3 separate regions of the Sus scrofa genome follow, and regions 1 and 3 are each linked to region 2. A link is a contact called in public HiChIP or PLAC-seq data. All regions are on one chromosome and are shown on one strand. Each heading gives the region's core, a stretch centred on a gene start, on an enhancer-like site or on the middle of the called end of the contact. The rest is flanking DNA. Distances are from core to core; before and after follow the strand shown. Region 1 holds the start of CGGBP1 (CGG triplet repeat-binding protein 1). Region 2 holds the start of CHMP2B (charged multivesicular body protein 2B). Region 3 holds the start of C13H3orf38.

What was found. HiChIP or PLAC-seq counts read pairs in DNA pulled down with a chosen protein or histone mark.
Region 1: a contact with region 2 is called in an H3K27ac HiChIP or PLAC-seq map of alveolar macrophages. The contact joins the promoter of CGGBP1 here to the promoter of CHMP2B in region 2. A contact is called at or near these places in 1 of 5 promoter capture datasets (fetal liver) and 2 of 2 datasets of contacts at active chromatin or transcription factors (alveolar macrophages and skeletal muscle).
Region 3: an H3K27ac HiChIP or PLAC-seq map of alveolar macrophages shows a contact between it and region 2. The contact joins the promoter of C13H3orf38 here to the promoter of CHMP2B in region 2. A contact is called at or near these places in 1 of 5 promoter capture datasets (fetal liver), 1 of 47 Hi-C or Micro-C datasets (liver) and 2 of 2 datasets of contacts at active chromatin or transcription factors (alveolar macrophages and skeletal muscle).

The regions. Positions count from the first base shown.
Region 1 is chr13:167,894,704-167,897,608 of Sscrofa11.1, reverse strand. It overlaps CGGBP1 (CGG triplet repeat-binding protein 1), which reads right to left and starts at 1,636. Exons shown (of 3, transcript XM_021070750.1): 1 at 1,419-1,636; 2 at 615-819. It overlaps ZNF654 (zinc finger protein 654), which reads left to right and starts at 1,826. Exons shown (of 9, transcript XM_021070740.1): 1 at 1,826-2,144. The coding sequence starts at 1,956.
Region 2 is chr13:168,568,226-168,571,116 of Sscrofa11.1, reverse strand. It overlaps CHMP2B (charged multivesicular body protein 2B), which reads left to right and starts at 1,543. Exons shown (of 6, transcript NM_001244420.1): 1 at 1,543-1,795. The coding sequence starts at 1,762.
Region 3 is chr13:167,802,369-167,805,068 of Sscrofa11.1, reverse strand. It overlaps C13H3orf38, which reads left to right and starts at 1,283. Exons shown (of 4, transcript XR_002337963.1): 1 at 1,283-1,844.

The DNA.
Region 1 (2,905 bases), core at 387-2,886, 670 kb after region 2:
AGGTATCAAATATCATTTAGGCTATAGATTTTCAATGGCAGCTAAGACAATTCCCACTTACTAAATAGCGAATTACCATTACATATTTGTGCTTTAAGTTACTGTTATGTGCTTTATAATCATATAGCAAACCAGTGCCAACTATAATTAATGGTTCTAAGCTAGTTATGAAAAAATTACATATTTCTCCCCATTAATGCCTAAATCTTTCTAGGTGAAAAGTCTTCTGTTTTTGGATTTCAAACTCTAAAACATGTTCGTTATTCTTTGAAGCACAGAGCTCTTAATCACTTGTGCTAATGTGAAAGGCCTATACGTTCCAAAATCTTGTATATTTTAAAGTATATTTGTGTTACTTCGGAGTCAAACATCCACCCAGTAGAAGATGCTCGAGTTGAAGATGCTCGAGTAGAAGATGCTCGAGTAGAAGATGCTCGAGTTTACAGAACCAAAGAACAAAACTTCTGTGTTTTCTACAGAAGATATTTTAAACAAGGAAGTTAAAAAGTTGAGCGCAGGAATTGGCCAAGAACAACAACAAAGAGAGAGAAGCAACAAATCACTTACTAGATAAAAACAAAACTCATCGTAAGTTTTCAAGTTTAAATGTTTACCGGATTAGTTTCCAGTTTTTTTCGTCTTGATGCCTAGTAGTGATGGGTCTTTAGCGCAAAACCAAAGACGCATAAAATCCTGGCACTTTCCGTTTGTTCAAATCCAGAGATGCCTTCAAATCAGTTTTTCAACAAGTGGTGGTGAGGAAATAGTTTCTGGGCTTGCACCCTATCTTCCCTGAGGTGCCGTGAAGTCATGCCTTTACTGTAAAACACGAAAAGCAAATGGAAAGAAAAAATGGGGGAGGGGATAAAAAAGAAAGGTGGATGAAAAAACGAACAAGTACTTCCACAACAGCCACCACCCAGGTGTGTTTAAAATCGTTCTAGTTAGTCCACACCACAAATCTGGATCCCGACGTTCACTCCAACATTCCTCATCCCGGTCCCTTCTCAGTCGTCCGCCCGGCTCAGCACCTCCTCGCGCGCCCCAGGCCCCAGGGTTCGCGAGGAGGGAAAGGCGGGGCTCGGGACGCTCCCAGCGTCTAGACTCCCTCCTCCCGCGCGAAGCACAGCACGTCGGCGCCCCACAGCCTCTGTCCCGCTAGCTCGGCAGGGCCGAGTCCCAGCTGCCGGTTGTGGGCCCAGGAACTCGACAGCCGAGTTGGCGGCAGTCTCACGGGAGGACGCGGCAGGCGCCTGGCGGAGGCGGCTGCTGTCAGGCTTCCCGTCTCCTCCCTCTTCCTCCCGCGGACAACGGCGCCCCGGCCCCGCCCCCGGCTCCAGCTTCGGGACTGAAGGCCCCGGGCCCAAAGCCCGCACCAAAGGCCGGGCCCACCCTCGGCCTCCCTAGCTCCTCGGTACCGTAGGATCAGGGCGGCCGCTAGGGGAAGTGGACGATACTCGGCCGGAAAGGAAAGGAGGAGGAAAAAAAGGAGGAGCAATTGAGTGAGGGAGGAGGAGGGCCAGTCGCCGCCGCCGCCGCCGCCGCCGTCGTCGCCGCCGCCGCCGCCGCCGCCGTTGCCCGACCGAGCCCCGCGGTGGCCGCCGTGTCCCCCACCGCGCCCCGTCCTCCTGCGCCGCCAATGGCTGAGCTCGTAGGCGGTCCCCAGCAACGGCCGAGCAACATTGACCAATGGACTGCGGATCTAGCAAACAGATAGCTGATTTGACCAATAGTGATGGAAGGGCGGGCATGCGCATGATTGGCGGCCAGAGTTATCCAATGAAAACTGGGGGCGTGGGTGGGCGGAGCCGGAAGTAGGGACAGCCGAGAGGCCCCTGTCCGGCTGGGGCGGAGGGAAGGGGGAGGGAACTAGAGGAGGAGGAGGAGGAGGTTAGCCTAGGCAGCTACAGCCGCGGCGGCGCAGGGGCTGGTACGCGCTGGGCGGCGAGAGCCTCATGGCGGAAGAAGAGAGCGATCAAGAGGCCGAACGCCTCGGAGAAGAGCTTGTGGCCATTGTGGAGTCCCCGCCAGGCCCTACTGGGCTTAGACCTACGGGCGACGGCAGAGGCGGCGCAGGCGGCGGCAGCTGCGGTGGCGGCGGCGTCGGGATCAGCAGTCGGGATTACTGCCGACGCTTCTGTCAGGTGAGGCGCCGGTCGGCCGCCCGGACTTGTCAGCCGGGTCCTGGGCCTCCCTGCTTCTCTTGGCCTTTTCGTCCCCGAATCGGCTGTGTTCGGCGCTCGCTCCACCAGCCCAAAAAGGAGAGTGAGGGTGAATCTCCTCCCTCCTTCTATCCGGCTTGGGGTGGGGGGCGGGGAGCAGAACGGGGATGACCCGCGCAGGTATAGGGTTGCAGAGAAAGTGAGAGTTTGGACGGGGTGAGGGGCTGGAGAGAAGGAGGGTCGGCTGGCAGGAAAGCTCTGTGCTGACATGCCTCCCCATCTCCATACAGACCCCTTTCTGCCCGAGGGTCCCGCCTTTCTTGTGTTTCCTACTCAATTTCTTGTCACTTCATTTGGAATCTCTGAAACATTTCCTGCCTTCCCTTCTCCGCCCCTTGCCCCCTGTATTCTCCCCTTTTTCGGAGATGAGAGGCTAGCCCTCTCTCTACCGCCCCTCTCCTGTCATCGCCACCCCTCCCCCTCTGCTAGGGTCTCCTGTCATCCCCTCTTGAGATCCCGCTGGGCCAATTCTCCAATTGGCTTAGGCGCTGACCCACGGTGATTTAGTTACTTTCTTGTGAGGTGGGGTTAAGGCAGTGGAATTGCCATCTCTCCTTTTCTTATCCCCTTTCCCCGACACACAAGCTCTTTTCTAATTAACTGCTAATAAAGTAGTTTTCCTGAAACTATTGCTCCAGTTACATCACCAACGCCCTCTCTTTTAAATTACAATATATTTTATT
Region 2 (2,891 bases), core at 294-2,793:
TAACAGCTTATTGCCTCTCAGGCATTCAAGCACAGCTCAATGCCATTTGTTACAGTAGGCAGCCAGGGCAAACCTCCTTCTTGCCATAGAGCTTACTGCAGGAAAGGCCAGGCCTTGGGTGCAAAGACTAAGTCTTCTGCCAACATTTTTTTTCCCCATTTCCTTAGCTCTTCACCTTCTCACAATATCTCAAGTACTCTGAGAGGGAATAAGACACTTATGCCTTGCATACCACTATGTCGTTCTGAGAAAAGTTTTCATGAACAGACTCTTAGCTAAATTGTAGCAGCAACAGCAGGATTATTAGCGGCCCTGAGGGCTTTGCTGTCCTATGGGGGGGGGGGCAGTGAGAAATGGGTAAAGGAAGTCTGACTACTCCAAATACATAAAAACTCTTGAGACATGATTCATAAAGCCAGAGGTGACTAATAATATTGACACTGTTATTGAGAAGTTTTCCTATCAGAAACACATCTTTGGAAAAAAGGTACTATTATTTTCATCCTGTGGAAGGTAGCGTTGCTTTTAAGCATGACTAGTTTGGGAGAAAAAAGTTCAAAGCAAAATTAAGATTCTAAATAATAAAATAATATATTAAATAGAGATGTGTACACACAGAGAGAGACACAAATTCACAAAATGAACAATGAACTCAAGGTCTTGATCCAAAGACAGTATTTCCCATATTTATGCTTATACACAGGACTCTAAATAATTCATTATGCTTTTCCTTTTACATAATATAGGGCTTTTTTCCACAGTGAACACTAATATACAGCTATGTAACAGTCTAACAGGTTCCCAGTGTGGGCCATCAATTTTTTCTTGAGCAATTACTAGAAATTTAGATATTAAAGAAATAGTTTTAGACATTTAAACTGGTATTCAAATCTGTGATTTTTTTTTCCTGTTTCTAGCCAAGAACGTTAGATAAAAAAATGCCACATTAAGAAAGTTACTCCCCAAAACCTTTCACCCCTGCCACCCCCACGCTTAGAAACTGAATCCCCTGGCCCTACACCCAGGGTCGAAGCGAGGGCCTCGGTCCTGCAAGACTGCGCGGTGGGCTTCGGGAGATCTCTAAGAGAGTCAGGGCAGAAAAGGGTGTGAACTCCTGAGACACACACTACCCGGGCACGGACCTCAGCATTTGCCACCAGCCCGTACATTTAGGGAAGCCTTCATACTGACTGCAAGAGGGCCGGTCGTAAATCAACTGGTTCCAGAACTACCCACACTTATCTCAGCACCCTGGGAACCCCTAATTCCAGCTTCTCTCGGGGCTAGGAGAGTGCTAGGTAGGGCTCATCTCTGTCAGCATTCAGCAAAGGATCCGCACCTAAAAGCCCACCAACACCACCCGCGGTCGCCAGCTCGCTTGTACCAGGGCAAGCTTTGCGGAACTCACCCCTCCGCCACCCGGTAAAAGGGAGGAGCGGGCAGCGTCTGAAGTGAGGGCAGCAGCCGCGGCTTCAGGCACCGCAGTGCGCAGGCGCACGCGCAGACCGCGCAGGCGCCGCCTAGAAGTGACTTCTCCAAAAAGTGCTTTAGTTCGCGGTCACCTGAGCTCTGGCAACTCGGCTGCGGCAGGCTTGGGGGATACTCGCCCTCCGCGGGTTCTGTCTGGCGACCCCGCCTTCTTCTCTTGTTCATCGGCTCCGCCATCCCGAACACTCCAAAGGCCTGTCCGTTCTCTCCTGTCCTTTCCCAGTCGCGGGCCGGACCGGGCCGAGCCGGGCAGCACGGGAGCGGTTTCTGACCATGGCGTCCCTCTTCAAGAAGAAAACCGTGGATGGTGAGTTCCAGGCTGGCACGAAGAGGCCCAGCCCTGCGTTTTCATGGCGTATTTTGGGGGCTTCAGGCCGCGATTCTTGTTGCTGTTCCTGGGGGCGGGGCTGGATCTAGTGGCCCCACAGGTGACCGCCTTCATGCGTCACTTTTTTGCTTCCCTGTCTCTTCCGACTTGCCCCACCTCAAACTCACCTGAGCAGTCTGGTTTCTTCCTTCTGATAACGCAGCTAACAACCCCGACCCCCATCCCTCCCCCACCCACCCCCTCCTAAGGTTTCTCCTTTAGCGGGATCCTGAGCCTTTCTTGGAGGCAGGATGCAGCTAGCCCTTCAGTGTCTTTAGACTTGGTGCTTCGATAAATTTCTTGTTGGTTCCGTGTACTTGGTTTTCTCTTCCATCAGTTTGGAACCGTACTATTTAAGGGCATCCAAACCCGAAACCGGTATTGAGGTGGGGAGGCTCCAGCTACTAAATGAACTTGCGTTTGGACCGATCTTGCCCTGGGAACACCCCATCAATAGAGATGTGAAACAAATGCTTCTTGACTGACTTCAGTAGAAAAAATGAACGAAATCCAAGGCAAGTGCCTGGGTTTAGTTTTCATCCTATATTTCTTTCTACCTTATGATTATCTTTTGCTATCTAAAGAGATGTGGTATCTGTTACCTACATAGAAGTTTACATTTTAAGATACTTGCATTAATTCAGACATTTGCTCAATATCTTGTTAAGGGGAGGAAAAGTGAAGTGTACAGGAAATACAAATTGGTTTTTATAAGCACTGCCTGTAATATATGTTTATGTAGCTTTAATTAATCTTGATATTTTCATTGACTCTACCAGGAATCAAATTCATTCAAGTTATTTAAAAACTGTATTTCTCATTACATGTTGAATCTAGGTTGTTGTTGGTTTAATCAAAGAATCACTTCTTTGTAAGGGTCTAACTGCCACAAAAGGAACAGTGGTAGCTAGACAGTGATTGGTACAAACAGGGTGTTCAGTCCAGACCTGGGGTAACTCCTTCATTCCTTTGTATTGACTATTCCAATGCCAGCAAAATTATTTTGTGGAGGATGACAAAGGCATTGTCTTTACCC
Region 3 (2,700 bases), core at 34-2,533, 770 kb after region 2:
CTGCTCTCTCTTACCTGTAATTCTTTTTCTGCCCCACTCCTCATTCTTTGCTTAATCTTTCTGGGCATCACCACACTCTTCAGAAAGCCTAATCTCTCTTGATAATTCCTGATTTCTCTATTGAAACCTATTTCCCCCAGTCTTTCTTCTCTCAGTAAATATCCACTCCAGTTGCTCAAACCAAAGCCTTGCGATAATCCCTAACTTGTCACATCCTCCACTCTCACCTAGGCTACTGTATTAGTCTTCTAGTTGGGTTCTCTGCCCTCTGGCAGTCTGTTGTGAACACCAGCAATTAAAATGATCCAGTTTGAAACAAGTCAGATCATGCTATTCCTCAGTTTAAAATCCTCCAATGGCCTTAATTCACTCGTTTATTCAAATATTTTATTGCATGTTTACTATGAGCCAGGCTTTGTAATAGGCAATGAAAAAAGAAGATAAAAACGCCTGGCTCACAGAATTCATATTCTACCAGGGGGCCAAAAACACAGTATAAATGCTAAACAGAAAAATTAAGTGGGTAGAGAAGATATCAGTAAGTTAGTTTAACCATGTTTTGAAAACTTAAAGACTGTATTTACAGTGTATTTTGTTACTGGTATTTAGCTGTGATATTAATAAAAAAAGTTAAACTTGCTCACCTGGATCTGCAGATGTGTACATTTCGCCTATTAACTGGCAATAATCTAATTAAATGTTAAATCTAAAATATAGCTAAAACAATCGAAGGAGACAGAACCAAGTGACAATGTGTCTTAAGTTCCCCTCTCATGAATGTGGCTGGCTGTCATACTAGTTAGCAGTAATAGCAAGAGCTAATATATACTGGTCTCTTCCCCGGCACCAGGCACAGTTCTTCGCCCCCCCTCCCGCCCCCGCAGCAACAACGCTATGAAGTAGGTATCTCTACTAGATCCACTTCCAGACAGAAAACTGGGGGACCAAAGAGCTTGCTTACAGTCACAGTAAATGACGGAATAAAACCCTGGCAGTCTGACGTCCAGTGTTCCCAACCTTACACTAAAGTCAAGCTCCCGAGGATTAGAAGGGAAGCCACAGACGAGCCCAGCATTTTGGAAAGTCAGCTGGAAGGCAGGCAGAAGTGGCAAATGACAGATGACGTTTCCCTTAAATCTTCCAAGTATAATGTTTTTCAAAACAAATTATTTTAACACAGAACTATGTAATTTTAGAATATGAAACTATAGGTCCACCCAACTCAGAAGTGGCTGCGGAGAACTTTCAAGTGCTCCGAGGGGCTGGGCCTGCGGGAGGGGAGGAGTTGCCTTCACTGGGCGGCCCAGCGGAATGACGGGAGTTCGCCGTGCGCGGGGCCGCCGTTCGCTTTCCACGCACCTGCGTAGCTCTGCCAGGCGCTCTTCTGGAGGAGGGTCTCTTGAAGAGCTCAGAGATTCGTTTTCCTTTGTGGAAGGTCAGTGTCCCTGGTGTAAACGCGGTGCTTCCTTAAAGTGAAGTCCCTGGGAATGCACTTAGTCCCAGCCAGCCCGGAACAACAGGTTGGAGCACGGCGTTTCCTGATCGCCCTCACTGACGATCACTTCCGCCCACGGGCCTGGAATACCCGAGGCCCTTTGGCGGCGAACTTAAGGAAAGACACTTCCGGTATCTGTTGCCTAGGCGCTGGCCCGGTGGGCCTGAGGGAAGCGACGTTCTTGGCGTCGTCTTCTCCACCCCCCTCTTCCTGGGGGTCGAGATGTCCGGGCTTAGTCATGCAGAGATGGAGGGCTGTCGTAACCTGCTCGGCCTGCTGAACAACGACGAAATCCTGGCCCTATGTGACACCATCACCAACCGCCTAGTGCAGCCTGAAGACCGCCAAGGTAAGGGTAGACCCTACTCCCCGAGGCGGCCGGCCCTTCCCACGCCTCCCCGGTCCCTAGCTTGCGGGAACGTGTGAGTGCAGGCCCTCCCGGGCCTTGCCTGCAGCCCGCCCGGGATCGCGCTGGTGCGGAACCTTAGGGGAATCAAGGCCACCGCGCTGCTCTGTGTCTTTGGAACCACGGTGCAGCCTGGGGTGGTCCCGCCGCGCCTAGGCCGTGGGGGAAGTGGAGGCGCTGAAAACGACGCAGCTTCCAGGTTTTAATCATTAAATGTTATGGGGCAAATGCTGCTTGTTTCGAGAATTCAAAGTTCGTGAATAGTGATTTTTTTTTTTTTTTTTTTTTTGGTAAAGATTTCAGTTGAGTCACGGTGTTTCCTTTTTCAGTTTCGTTTAGGAGTGTCAGCTGTTGCCAATTTTTTTCTACGTGCTTGGGAGAAGATACCATAAACACTTTGTATCAGTCTGCTACGTAAAATCACTGTTGTAAAAGAGCAGATAGTTTGAAGCCATGTCTCCTTTTGGATCCAGTTTTTTCTGAGATAATTCTGTGAACTAGGACTGAATTACTTTCAGAGCCAAATAAACATTTCAGTAGAGTAGGTTTGTTTCATGGATTAACTAACCCATATAAAAATTCAATGAGTAGTTTAATTGTATCATCTTGTATATTACCTAGCTAGTTTTATTTTAAATTTGCTGAGTTTTACTTTAAAATGTGTAAATTTCCGACTCATACTAGCGTATGACTTAAGTATCTACAAAAGACTTGCCTTTTAAAACTTTTTCTGCTTTTAAGTCGCTTTTACATTTTCGCCATTTAATAAGGTCATTCATTTGAAAGTGAACTATGAACA